Regions from separate parts of the Mus musculus genome. Here regions 1, 2 and 3 are each linked to region 4. Evidence: chromatin contacts called from public ChIA-PET and HiChIP or PLAC-seq data. All regions are on one chromosome and are shown on one strand. Each heading gives the region's core, a stretch centred on a gene start, on an enhancer-like site or on the middle of the called end of the contact. The rest is flanking DNA. Distances are from core to core; before and after follow the strand shown.

Region 1 (2,700 bases), core at 174-2,673, 420 kb after region 4:
ATAAAATTCAGGTCCTCATGACTGCAAAGCAAGAAAAGCATTTTACACTTTACTGCCTAGGCTGGTTGCGCTCTCTCTCTCTCTCTCTCTCTCTCTCTCTCTCTCTCTCTCTCTTTCCTGGTTTTCCCCTGAGGTTGCCTGATGCTGGCCTTGAACTCTTGTCCTCAGGTGATCCTCTTTTCTCAGCCTCCCTAGTAGCTGGAACTAAGATATCTGCCTCTTCTTGCAAGCTGTGTATCATCCCTTGTGTCCTTATCCAGTTAAACACTTCAACAAACACAATCTGTTGAGGACCTGTGAGCACCACACCAGGCTGGCTACATAGAAACGAAGCTAATCTACTGTGGCTTTAGCTTGCAGCATTTCTGCATTTGTTTCTCCTTTCGGCAGCCTCAGGGATCACCAACAATCTTTCCCCCTGCTTGCTCACCTCAGTTTCAGAACACCAGGCTATTTCCCAAGCAGATCACTGCTACAGTTCTGGACTTCTTGTGTGATGGGTGGATAGGAGCAGAAGGTGGTGGGAAGTGGGGGTGGGGGTGAAAGGGGAGTAGGAGTTACAAGTGCAGGCACTCCTGGATCCTGTCTCTACTCACAAAGGACACAAGGGCCGCAGAGGAGGGTCTCCTGCCTACCAAAATGTAGGAGCCTCCTAAGGATTCCTCTGTCATGCCGCACCTGCGCTCTGGTGGACCAATAACCATCTCAAAGAATAACAGTGAGGACCTGAGGGCGATAAAGCACTCATACCAAACTCTGGCTAGTGGCCAAAAGTCTAAAATATGAATCACTCTATCACAAATGCTCTCTGATTTCCCTGTCTCAAGGTACAAGTCTTACTTGGTAGATGGTTGATGGGGACACAGAAAATGCCCTCCCCTCCCGCAGTTTACTTTTGTTTTGCAAATCTTGGGGTCCTCCCCAAGGTGGCGGGACTCAGCAAAGCACACGCCTGCTCCACCGATAGCCTAGATCCGAGGAAAAACATCACCAAATGCTCGGGCTGTGGACAACGCGGTACAGACCTAAATGCAGCCAGAACCCAGCAGGAGCTCAAGGCGCTGTAGTCAATCAGGCCTAGTGATCTCACCAGCCCAACCAAGACAACAAAGACAGAATGGTCTGCAGGGCCCGCCAGGGGTTTCCGGGCCTCAGAGACTTCCAGACCTAAGGGCAGGAAGCGATCAAGAGCACCGCGGAGCGAACCCGGCCCCTTCGGTGCACTGTGGCGGATACAGCACCTACTTTGGACCTTGGGTTTTCACGCGCGCGATATTCTCCGGATCGGACTTCCGTGATACCGGAGCAGCCTGCCCCCTGGCGATCTGGCGGGAACACAGGGAAGGAGTCTGTGCCCTGACTCCTGGTCACAGAAGAGGAAGCTCCGGTCTTCAGCACTTCCCTGTCTGCCAGAAACTGGAGTCCGAACTTAGAAATGGGAAAGAAACAGAGGGGTGGAGGATCTTGGTTAAGACAAGGCCACGCCCACTCCATTCCTTCTCTCATTGGCTGAGCTCAGATACCTCTAGCTTTTCGGACACACTTGCTCAGAGCCGCTGAAACACCAATCTTCCTGGGCATTACCTAAGCATGAGATCTCCCCGCCATCTATTTGTAAAGGCTTCTCTCAAGGCCCGGAAAAAAAAGATTTACAAAAGAAATATAGAAAAGTATCGACATGTATATGTATATTCATATGGCCATGGGAACACCCAGGAATGAATAGCTCTCAAAGGGGGACTTCTTTGAATTCCAGTCTATACTAAATAGATTTTTAGAGATGTGAGGAGACAAAGGAAAAACTTCAATTCCAGGTACTAGAAAAAAATGCAAGAAAGCAACGAGAAGTTGTAAGTCGTTTTCACTGTGTGCCTGCAGAGGCATGCCAAATTGAGTGCAAATACCAAATCGAATAACTCCACCTCTTATAGTTATGCTAGGAAACAACCTCTTGTCAAACACAGACCAGGAGGCTCAGACCGATAGATAACGATCTATGCAAATATAATACTGCCACCTATAAGCCTCCCAGAGTCAGGAGCATAATCTAGGTAGTTTAACAGTGGCTATGCTCACACAGGAGACACTGCGCGCCAGTGATGGCTAAGTTGACAAGGTAGCATGCCTCCGTAGTTCCAATCTGTCACAGAAGTTGTGGTGGTTTGGATGAGAATGCCCGCCCCCAGGCTTATGTTTTTGAATATTTGGTTCCCGTTTGGTGGACTGTTTAAGAATTATAAAGTGTGCTTTTGTTGGCAAATGTGTGGCCTTTGAGGTTTCAAAAGCCACGCCCCGTCTCTTTCTCTGCCTTCCGCCTGAGGATCATGTAAGTTCTTAGCCACTGCTGCAGCACCATGCCTGCCTGTCACTGCACTCCCCTCTGGATCTGTAAGCAAGCCCCTAGGTAAATGCTCCTTTTTATAAATGTCCTTGGTATGGGTCACTCTTCCAAGAAAAACACCAAGACCTATTGAGGTGCTTACTAAGGACAGAGGAAATACAGAAGAGTAGGAGAGGAAGGTAGTTATACACACCAGCTCAAACCAACTGCTGAAGTGAGGATTGTGATCGACGTGACCGTTTCTGTCACATTGTGTTAAGACTGTGTTTGTACAGATATTTGTTTTCTTTTGTCAAATCCCTTATCATGTAATGCTAACATCAAATTAAGATAATATCAGTGGTTGTCATATTTAAGTT
Region 2 (2,753 bases), core at 198-2,697, 380 kb before region 4:
CTACAGCCCTGCAAAATCCAAAGCCCCGTGGGAAGGATCCTGAAGATGTCCTTTCCAAGAAACTAAATAAACCAGGGGGTCTGGGCCATATGCCCAGAAGGTTCCCAGCAGAGACCATACTCCGCTCCCCAGGGATGAGGGGGATATGGGACTTCTGACCCATACACCCTACACCATCAACCAAGACCTAGGAAAGTCCCTGCCTTCCTCTTCGGGGGACAGGGGTGCCACGGGAATCACACTTCATGGAAAACTATTCTGCTTCAGATAGACAAAACTCCCAAAGTTTATAGGGTTCTCAAGATGAAAAGAAGGCTCCCTTCACTGCTCGCAGTCCCCACGCACAAAGGACTGGGCGTGCTTCTTTCTGATCACTCTTAATCACAGACCACGGCTGTCCTCCACACGAAGCCATGGTCAAAAAAAACAAAAGACAGACTTTCCTTCTCTAGGTCATCAACTGATTCTAAGGGTCTGAGCTCCAACTCAGATGGGCTCAAGACACTAGCAACTTTTTGCCTTATTAGCCCAAGGCTGCTCAGTAGTCCCTGCAGCGACTTGCCTAGGGCACGCTGGCCTTGACAGAGGAAGGTCATTGGCCACCAAGTTTCTGCAGTTTCTGCATCACATAGTACCTTGGGGACCGGGAATGAGGAGGTGGGGGGTGGAGACGACACTCAGGGGCGAATTCCCGAAGAGTCCGTGCTGCAACCAAGACTTAAAATAGATAAAAGGCACGCCCTCCCTCTGCCGCCCCAGGCCCGCGGCAGGTCACAGAGAGGCATGCGGTCCCTAAGCCCCCCAGCCCGGCCCCGAAGCACCGGCGACCGGGTCCCTGCAACTAGGCCAGCGGCTGCATCCCGCCCTCGCCCCGCCCTGCCCCCTGTCTACGCGCTCTCTTTGCGAACGCCGGGCCCGAACAGCCGCTCCCATTGGCCGGCGGCCGCGTCCGTCAGCGCGCGGCGGAGCCGAGGAAAAGGCTACAGTGGAACAAGGCGGGCGAGTGCGCGGAGGAAGGAGGCGGAGGCTGGGCCGCCCGAGGCCCGCGTCGGGCGGTGGCGACGACCTGCGGGCCCGGGCCACCTTGAGACCCGCCCCGCTTCCGGTGCTCCGGTCCGTGCCCCGTCGCCTGCCTGCGCCCCCGCTCCCCAGTGTCCCCGCGCGCTCTTCGCCGCGGCCCCCGCGCCGGTTGGCGAGCCGCCCAGCGTCTTCCGAAGCCATGTTCACGTTCATGGCCACGGTGGCCACCGGGCCCACTCACCTTCGCGGGCTCCCACGCGGGGCGGCGAGCCGGGCCGGGGCCGGGGCGGCGGGACGCGGCGGGACGGGGCGGCCGCGCGCGGGGTCCCCGGCCGGGCAAAGTTTCAGCGCCAGCGGCAGCGCGGCGGCGACTCGCTGCTGCTCTCCTCCCCTGCTTTGACCACCATCTTATTAGTACAGGAAATGACATGGAAAACGGAAGAAAGCGGCGTTTGGGGCAGACGCGGACCCCCCAATTCAGGGGGCCGGAGCCGAGCCTCGCTGAGCCCCGCGTCCCCCGAGCCGGCCCCGCGCGGGAGCTCGCGCGTCCCCGCCGCGCGCCCCACGGGGAGGGCGACGCTGCGGAGGAGGAGCGGGCTGCGCCAACTTTGTGCCTGGGATACTTTCTGGGGGTCGTGCTAGAAAGTTGTGGCGTTTGCGCAAGCCCATCCGAGGGTGCCTCCTGGCTCTGCCCGGCTTCGACGTTGTCGGTCTACAACCCAATAAATAGTCAGAGGGCGATAAATGCGTTTATAATTTTAACCCTTACAGGGTCCTCTTCCGGGCCCCTTTAACCCTTTGGTTGCTCAGCCGTTTGGAAGTATCAACTGAAGTTGGGTAACATGCGTCCCATAGAACACCAAGGGAAAAGGGCCCTGGGGCCTGTGAGAAAAATTAACTATTTACGTGGGGACTAAAGGGTGAGTGTCACTTGCTGTTCAGATCAAAGTACAGTACCAAATCTGAATACAAAGCTGGAACGGGACTGTGTCCTAACTTAACTTGCCTAGTGCCTCATTGTATCCATCTGCAAAATGGCACCCAGCAAGAAAGATAGTGAAGGGATGTAGTAAGGCTGGGGTGTTTAAAGGAAGTGTGAGTGGTCAGAGGGAACCAGAACAACCCTACCCCAAGCCCTTCTTTGTAATGACCCCAAGGGGAGGCTGCTGCAGGGTGGGTTCCCTGGCCGAAGGAGGGCCTCACCTTAGGCTGGAAGTTGCCAAAAAGGATTCTACCTGAGTAAGAGATCTTGGAAGGCCTGCCCAGTGCCAGGTAGTCCAGGAAGGTCCAGATAGTCCCAAGAAGGTGTCACCTCAGGGGAGCCGATTACCCAGGGAAAGGAGCTTCCACCAGGGCGATCCCAGAGGGCTTTCCAAGGTCAAGTACTCCTGAGGATGCTTTGCTTAGGAGACCTGATGGGGGCTGGGACAGGAGGCAACTTCTCTTATTTCTCTTGACCTTGGTAACATAAACGCTTCTTCGGCTCCCTTGTCTGTCACTTGCAGTATGACCTTGAGTGTCTGTAGCTATGACCCTGTTTCCTCTTCTTGCAAAGCTGTAAAGGTCCAGCTGCCAGCTCTAGGGTGAGCCCTGAGGGTGTATGTAAAGAGCCCAGAAGCAGCTGTAATGCTATGGAAATGGCTAGGTGCTTGCTGTGTGTCCACAGTGTAGCTTTCTGAAGCACCGGGTCGTGTGTGGGATATGGATGAAGACCTGGATCTGTGTATCCCATT
Region 3 (2,700 bases), core at 46-2,545, 310 kb before region 4:
GGACTGGCCTGCCTGTCTGCCGGCTCCCACCACTATAGTGTGTACCTGCTAATATGGAGGGATGGAGAAGGCAGAGTGGGCGGTGAAGTGGTCTTTCTAGGCAGGGTTCAGACTCTCTTCATGGGCTCTCCACTGTCCTTTCTTCAGTGTTCTGATAAGACCTTGGCTGGACTGACAGGCCGTGTGAAGAGAGAAGGGCACAGCATCTGTCTACCCCACGTCCTGTGGACCCTCCTGCTGTATATACAGTCCTGACTCCTGGGGGTAGGGGGTGGGGCTCTGCTAGACACCTGCTGAATTCACAATAAGTCATTGGTGTTTTAAGCCACCAAGAGTGGGACTGTTTCGGTGTGCAGTGAACTCTGTACAAATCTATGTCATCTCCTAGCCTCCTATAGCGAATAAGCACCCCCTCTTGCAGGCTCAGCTAGTGACTGAAGAAGAATGGAGTCACAGAAAGTCCATAGCTACAAGGGCAGGAGGACCTGAAGCCCACGGGCCAGTCTTCTGAATTGACATGGAGGAACAAACACCCACTCGGAGTTTTCCACTGGAGGCACACACTTGCAAATGGGACTATTTCACAGCACTTTGTTGATGTCCAACCCACTAGCACTGCTGAGGCCAGAGCTAGAAAACAGTCATTTCCCTCACCAAATTGCCACCGCTGAACTTCCTGGCGTGCCGGGCTCCGGCGATGTAAATTAATTCGCTACATGAAAATCTGGCACAGAAGAGGGAAAAATGGGCCTGCTGGGCAGGGCACAGATCTGAGCAGGAGTCCAGCAGGACATGGCAGCAACAGATTCAAGCTCAGAGGCTGGCAGAGCTGCACCAGGTTTCACAGGCACCCAAGCAAGCATCTCTACACCCTGCCCCCACCCCACGTGTGTGTGTGTGTGTGTGTGTGTGTGTGTGTACATGTCATTCAGACAGCTTAGAGATGCTGAGACTGCACAGCTCAACGAGGCCCAGACACCTGCTTCCTGTTAAGTTCCTACATGGAACAGAAGCTATGATCTAAGCTGAGACCCACACTGGGAACCACTGGTCTGATATATACTCTTAACAATAAAGAGATGGCTGCTACAGCGCCAGACCTCATGTATATTCTAAGAGAGTGAGGGTTAATTGAAAGGCCTCTTGGAACCTAGTTTCCAGAACTCATATAATATTACATTTTCTGGTTTTGACTAGTGGAATGAGCCTCAGGACAGCTGAGATTAAAAGAGACAGAAAAACTAGATCGTTGCTAAATGGGAACCTTGATAGAGCCACCCTGCCAACAGGTGCATGGCTTGAGAGGGGAGAGATTTGCAGCCCGTTCAACCAGGGACTGACTGAGGACGAAGCTCAGTAAGATAGCGTCTGCCTAGCATGCATGAAGCCCTAGGCTTGACCCCATGGATTATATAAGCAGGGTGTGGTGGTGCGTGCTGTGATCCAAGAGGTGGAGGTAGGAGGACCAGAAGTTCAAGGTCACGAAAGTGAAAAAAAATATGTTAGCTGCAGCTAGAGGCAGGGGACCAGTCTAGGTGACACTGGCTGCTAGAGTTCATAGAAGCTTGTGCTTGTCCGAGACAAAAAGCCTTGTGCAAGCTGTTTACAACAGCCACTGCCAGGCAGTGGGACCAAGGGGAGGGTCTCAGAGCTGTCAGTCAGGGAGCTGTCAACCTGCCCTAGCACCCCTGTGGCTTAGCTGCTTAAGGGAGAAGTAAAAAGTCAAAATGGCCACTACAGTAAAGGTATGTGGCTAGGCGTTAATACTGCCTCAGTATTTAACAGTTCTCAGCCATATACCTGTGGGTAGTTAGGGCATTTTTTTAGGGAGCTCATCAGAACATCTGAGGGAGTCAGTCTGACTCTTTTACCCCTCTGCCTTCACACACTGTGGGGACACAGCCACAGTGCCATTGTGGACACTTGAGTTGCTGGATCCATGATTTTGAACTCAACTTCCAGATCTCGAAGGAAAACCAAGCAAACAAACAACTACTGCTTATAAATGGCCCCGATGTAAAGCGCTTTGTTATAGTTACTTAAATAGGACAAGAAACGGCCTAGCACTTTCAATTTTGGCCGCGCTGTTGCATTTGGGTTTGCTCTTTGAAAGAGGATCTCACATACCCCAGGCTGGCCGCCGACTCCCCAAGTACCAAAGGATGACTTTGAACCCTTGATCTTTCTGTCTCCACCACCTGCGTGCCTGGATTTGTCGTGTGCCACCACGTGGTTGTGCAGCGCTGAGATCAAACCCAGGGCTTCACAATTGCTGTGAAAGTGTGCTGTCAGCTGAGCTGTGCCCCAGTCTTTATCAGCCTAACGTTTTGATGACACATGAGAAAGAGAAATGTTTAAGAACTGAAGCAATGGCCGTCTCTGAGCTGTTCACGAGCCATGCATCTTTGGTCTCGCTGATAGGCCTGGCAGCAGGGTTCCTCTTCTGTTGGCTGCCAGGGATGGTTGTCTAGTGTGTCCCTTCCTCTGTAATCAAGTGCAGTCATTGTCCTGGGATGTTAGATACTGAACACTCATGGTCCTTGAAGCAGCTCAGGCTATCTATAGATATCAGTACTGCTCTTTGGCTAGTCGTAAACACCTTTTTCCAGAGCACTGTCTTCCCATGCTCTGAGCACCGTCCTTCCATGCTCTGAGCACCATCCTCCCATGCTCTGAGCACTGTCCTCCCATGCTCTGAGC
Region 4 (2,700 bases), core at 23-2,522:
TTCTGTATCTGTTAATGGGAAGCTATCACTTGGCTGTCATTTGGCAGCCAAACCAGCCTGTCAACAGGGAAGCAGGAGACCTCATTTCTTTCCTGGCCCCTCGCTCTCTGCTGCCTTAGGAAGTATCAGCAGAATCCTTCCTAGACATCTACACAGCTCAGAGGGTGTGCATAACTTCACCCAGGCCACACAGCAGCCAACACAAGAGCTTACCAAGGAGCAGGACCCCAGAATGTCAGACCTGGTCTCTGCTCCCACACTGGCTGGGTGACTGCAGCCAGCAGCCCATAGATGAAGCCCCTGTGACTTCACCCTGAGTCCTGCTCACTCAGCCTGGCCTATCTTAACACTGGCCACGGTGGGTGCAGCTACCCACCATGCTTACCTGTTCGCCCAGGTCCAGCAAAGTCTCCACAGCAGTGATGCCACGATGCCTGCTGACCAGCCAAGGGCCCTGGGCCTCGCAGCCTCTACCCTACCACTCTCCACCCGGCAGTGGGAGGAGGCCTTTGGGGGTTCTGACCCCTAGAAGCATTCAGATCTTACAAAGGGACTGGGAAGGCTGTGGATGTGGCTTGGTGAATCAGTGCTTTCCTGACACCCAAAAACCCCTTATTCCAACTGAATAAAACTTGGGGTGGGGGTTGGGAAATGAGGGGTGGTAATAGCTGTACTCCTAGCACTTGGGAGGGGCGGTATGGAGTATCCTAAGTTCCAGATCATCCTTGGTGACATCATAACTCCAAGGCCAGCCTGGAGTACATGAAACCTAGTCTCAGAACAACCAGAAAAGGTTGGTGACATCACAGCCCAGAAGGGTCTGGGGTGTGATTATACGCACTGACTTCCCCAGGGACACTGTCTGTGGGGCACAGGGGGCCTGATGTCTTGCTTGTAGCCTACACTGTCACTGAATGGCTGCAGCTGCTGTCTCAGAGGACATTTCTGCCACAGAAACCCACAAGGGAGAGAGGTCTGAAGCATCACTCCAGAAGAGGAAGCTGAGGCAGAAAGAGGCTGCCTGCCCCGGGCCTCAGAACCAATGCTGAGTGGGCCTTTGACGATCCGCCAGCCATCTTTTAGAAGGCCTCTTCCTCTGCCCTGAGAAATCCTGCCCGCCCCTGCCCCACTCCAAGCTGCACAGGAATAAACACCAGCAAGGGGTGTTTAGTCTCCTGCTGTGATTTACAAAGTGGCTGGGGGGGGTATGCTCCTTCCAATTCAGGGGTGAAGGTGCAGAATCTCACCCACCACAGGGGATTCCCCATTCTGTGCAGGAAGGAGTGGGGTGTGGAGCCTGAGGTAGTAGGGTGGCAGAGGAAGCCCCGTGGGGCACACAGCATTGCAAAGAGGCCGACTCTCCAGCCAGTCCTGAGGCACCCAGAGGCTGGACTCCTGAGCTTCTACCACAGATGAGCAGCAGCAAGCAGAACGTCCGTGGGGAAGTCGCTCTGAGGCTGCTCTGAGTGTGTGACTGTGGCCAAAGTCACTTGGCTCTTGTGAGTTTGTTTCTTGAGTGGAAAAATGTAAATCTCAAACAGGTTATGTTCAAGCTTGGCCCCTGATATGGGGTTGAAGTCAATTCAGAGGGTGCCGCTGCCCTCACCAAGGGATGGCGGCTCCACTAGGGGTGGGGGCGGGGTGACTCAGACCCCCTGCGAAGGCCACCAGCTTCCTACCTAATGACATTGCCAGGTACCCTGACTCAGTCCCCAGAAAAGTCACCAGGGAGAAATGAGTACCTGACCCTATACGGGGCTAGGTAAGGAGTTTCCCTCCCCTAACCACAGGCTTCCTGCCGACATCCAGGCGAGTTTCCTTTCATCTACCATTTCCTCTCTCGCCTTGGCCACCTGGAGGCTCAGGCTCAGGTCAGCCCTCAGCTGTCAGGGTTCAGCTGTCATGGCCACCCTGCTCCTGGCACAGGCTCTCTTCTCATTTGGATTGCAGCTGCCCTATGCTCTCGTGCTGGGAGCCAGCCCAGCTCACCTGGAGAACAGGCTGGGTGTGCATTACAAACCAAAGCCTCAGGCAAGGAACCACTACAGCGAACGAACGTCTTATCAGCATGACCACTAAGCCAGGATGCCTGGGTTCCCATTCTGCCTCTGCTGCTCATTGGCTGTGTGAACACGAGTAAGCTGTTCAACCTCTCTGTGCTTCAGCGCCCACATCAGAAAATGAGACTCCTCCCCTCTCCCATCTCCGGCATGGTTTCAAGAAATGGCCAGACTCGGTGTGTGACTAGCACAGCTCTAGGCTCCTCAGTTCTTCCGAGGGCTAGCTAATGTTGGACCAAAGTTCTCAGCTTCCAAGAGGGACCTATGGCTACACGGCAAGTCCTTGCCCCATGCTGCACAGCAGGATGGGAGAGAGGCCCCAAGGCTCAGCTGGTTCCCAGTGGGGTCTCTGAGGGCAGCAGGGGAGCCTGGGGCTCCCTGATTCCTCCACCAGCAAGATGAAGGCCTGGGTATGATCCTGCCTCTCACATGACCCAGCTGGTGACAGGGTGAGCACGGAGCTTGGTCTGTGGCCTGTGTGGACCCAACAACAGAGACGCTGGGGTCCAGGTGACAGTGACCGATGCTCTTCCTCAGCATCTACTTCTTCAGACATGCTGGCACACGCCTCTAATCCCAGCACTCAGGAAGCAGAGGCAGGTGGATCTCTGAGTTCTCGGCCAGCCAGGGCTACATAATG

What was found. ChIA-PET counts read pairs in DNA pulled down with a chosen protein or histone mark. HiChIP or PLAC-seq counts read pairs in DNA pulled down with a chosen protein or histone mark.
Region 1: an RNA polymerase II ChIA-PET map of memory CD8 T cells shows a contact between it and region 4, with 20 read pairs. The contact joins the promoter of Accs here to the enhancer-like site in region 4. A contact is called at or near these places in 6 of 39 promoter capture datasets (the 3T3-L1 cell line, the C10 cell line, hippocampal neurons and 2 more), 1 of 15 datasets of contacts at CTCF or cohesin (pro-B cells), 5 of 115 datasets of contacts at active chromatin or transcription factors (bone marrow-derived macrophages, differentiating embryonic stem cells, memory CD8 T cells and 1 more) and 3 of 9 other capture datasets (adipose tissue, liver and pancreatic islet).
Region 2: a contact with region 4 is called in an RNA polymerase II ChIA-PET map of memory CD8 T cells, with 28 read pairs. The contact joins the promoter of Prdm11 here to the enhancer-like site in region 4. A contact is called at or near these places in 3 of 39 promoter capture datasets (embryonic stem cells, hippocampal neurons and pre-B cells), 7 of 115 datasets of contacts at active chromatin or transcription factors (astrocytes, embryonic forebrain, embryonic hindbrain and 4 more) and 1 of 9 other capture datasets (liver).
Region 3: a contact with region 4 is called in an H3K27ac HiChIP or PLAC-seq map of large pre-B cells, with 2.8 times the contacts expected there. The contact joins two enhancer-like sites. A contact is called at or near these places in 1 of 115 datasets of contacts at active chromatin or transcription factors (large pre-B cells) and 1 of 9 other capture datasets (liver).

Annotation. Positions count from the first base shown.
Region 1 is chr2:93,848,520-93,851,219 of GRCm38.p6, forward strand. It overlaps Accs (1-aminocyclopropane-1-carboxylate synthase (non-functional)), which reads right to left and starts at 1,424. Exons shown (of 15, transcript NM_001290782.1): 1 at 1,246-1,424.
Region 2 is chr2:93,044,718-93,047,470 of GRCm38.p6, forward strand. Prdm11 (PR domain containing 11) reads right to left here and starts at 1,448. Exons shown (of 8, transcript NM_001368848.1): 1 at 1,262-1,448.
Region 3 is chr2:93,118,361-93,121,060 of GRCm38.p6, forward strand. No RefSeq gene overlaps it. Among named protein-coding and RNA genes, the nearest start is that of Gm32627, 24 kb to the right of the region's middle. Within about 2 kb of position 1,296, at least 16 of the 459 cell types and tissues checked have an H3K27ac peak or open chromatin away from gene starts, as enhancers often do.
Region 4 is chr2:93,426,314-93,429,013 of GRCm38.p6, forward strand. The region is part of intron 6 of Cd82 (CD82 antigen); the gene reads right to left. Among named protein-coding and RNA genes, the nearest start is that of Mir7001, 5.7 kb to the left of the region's middle. Within about 2 kb of position 1,273, at least 71 of the 459 cell types and tissues checked have an H3K27ac peak or open chromatin away from gene starts, as enhancers often do. A contact at or near this core is called in memory CD8 T cells, pro-B cells and thymic regulatory T cells, where this site is marked.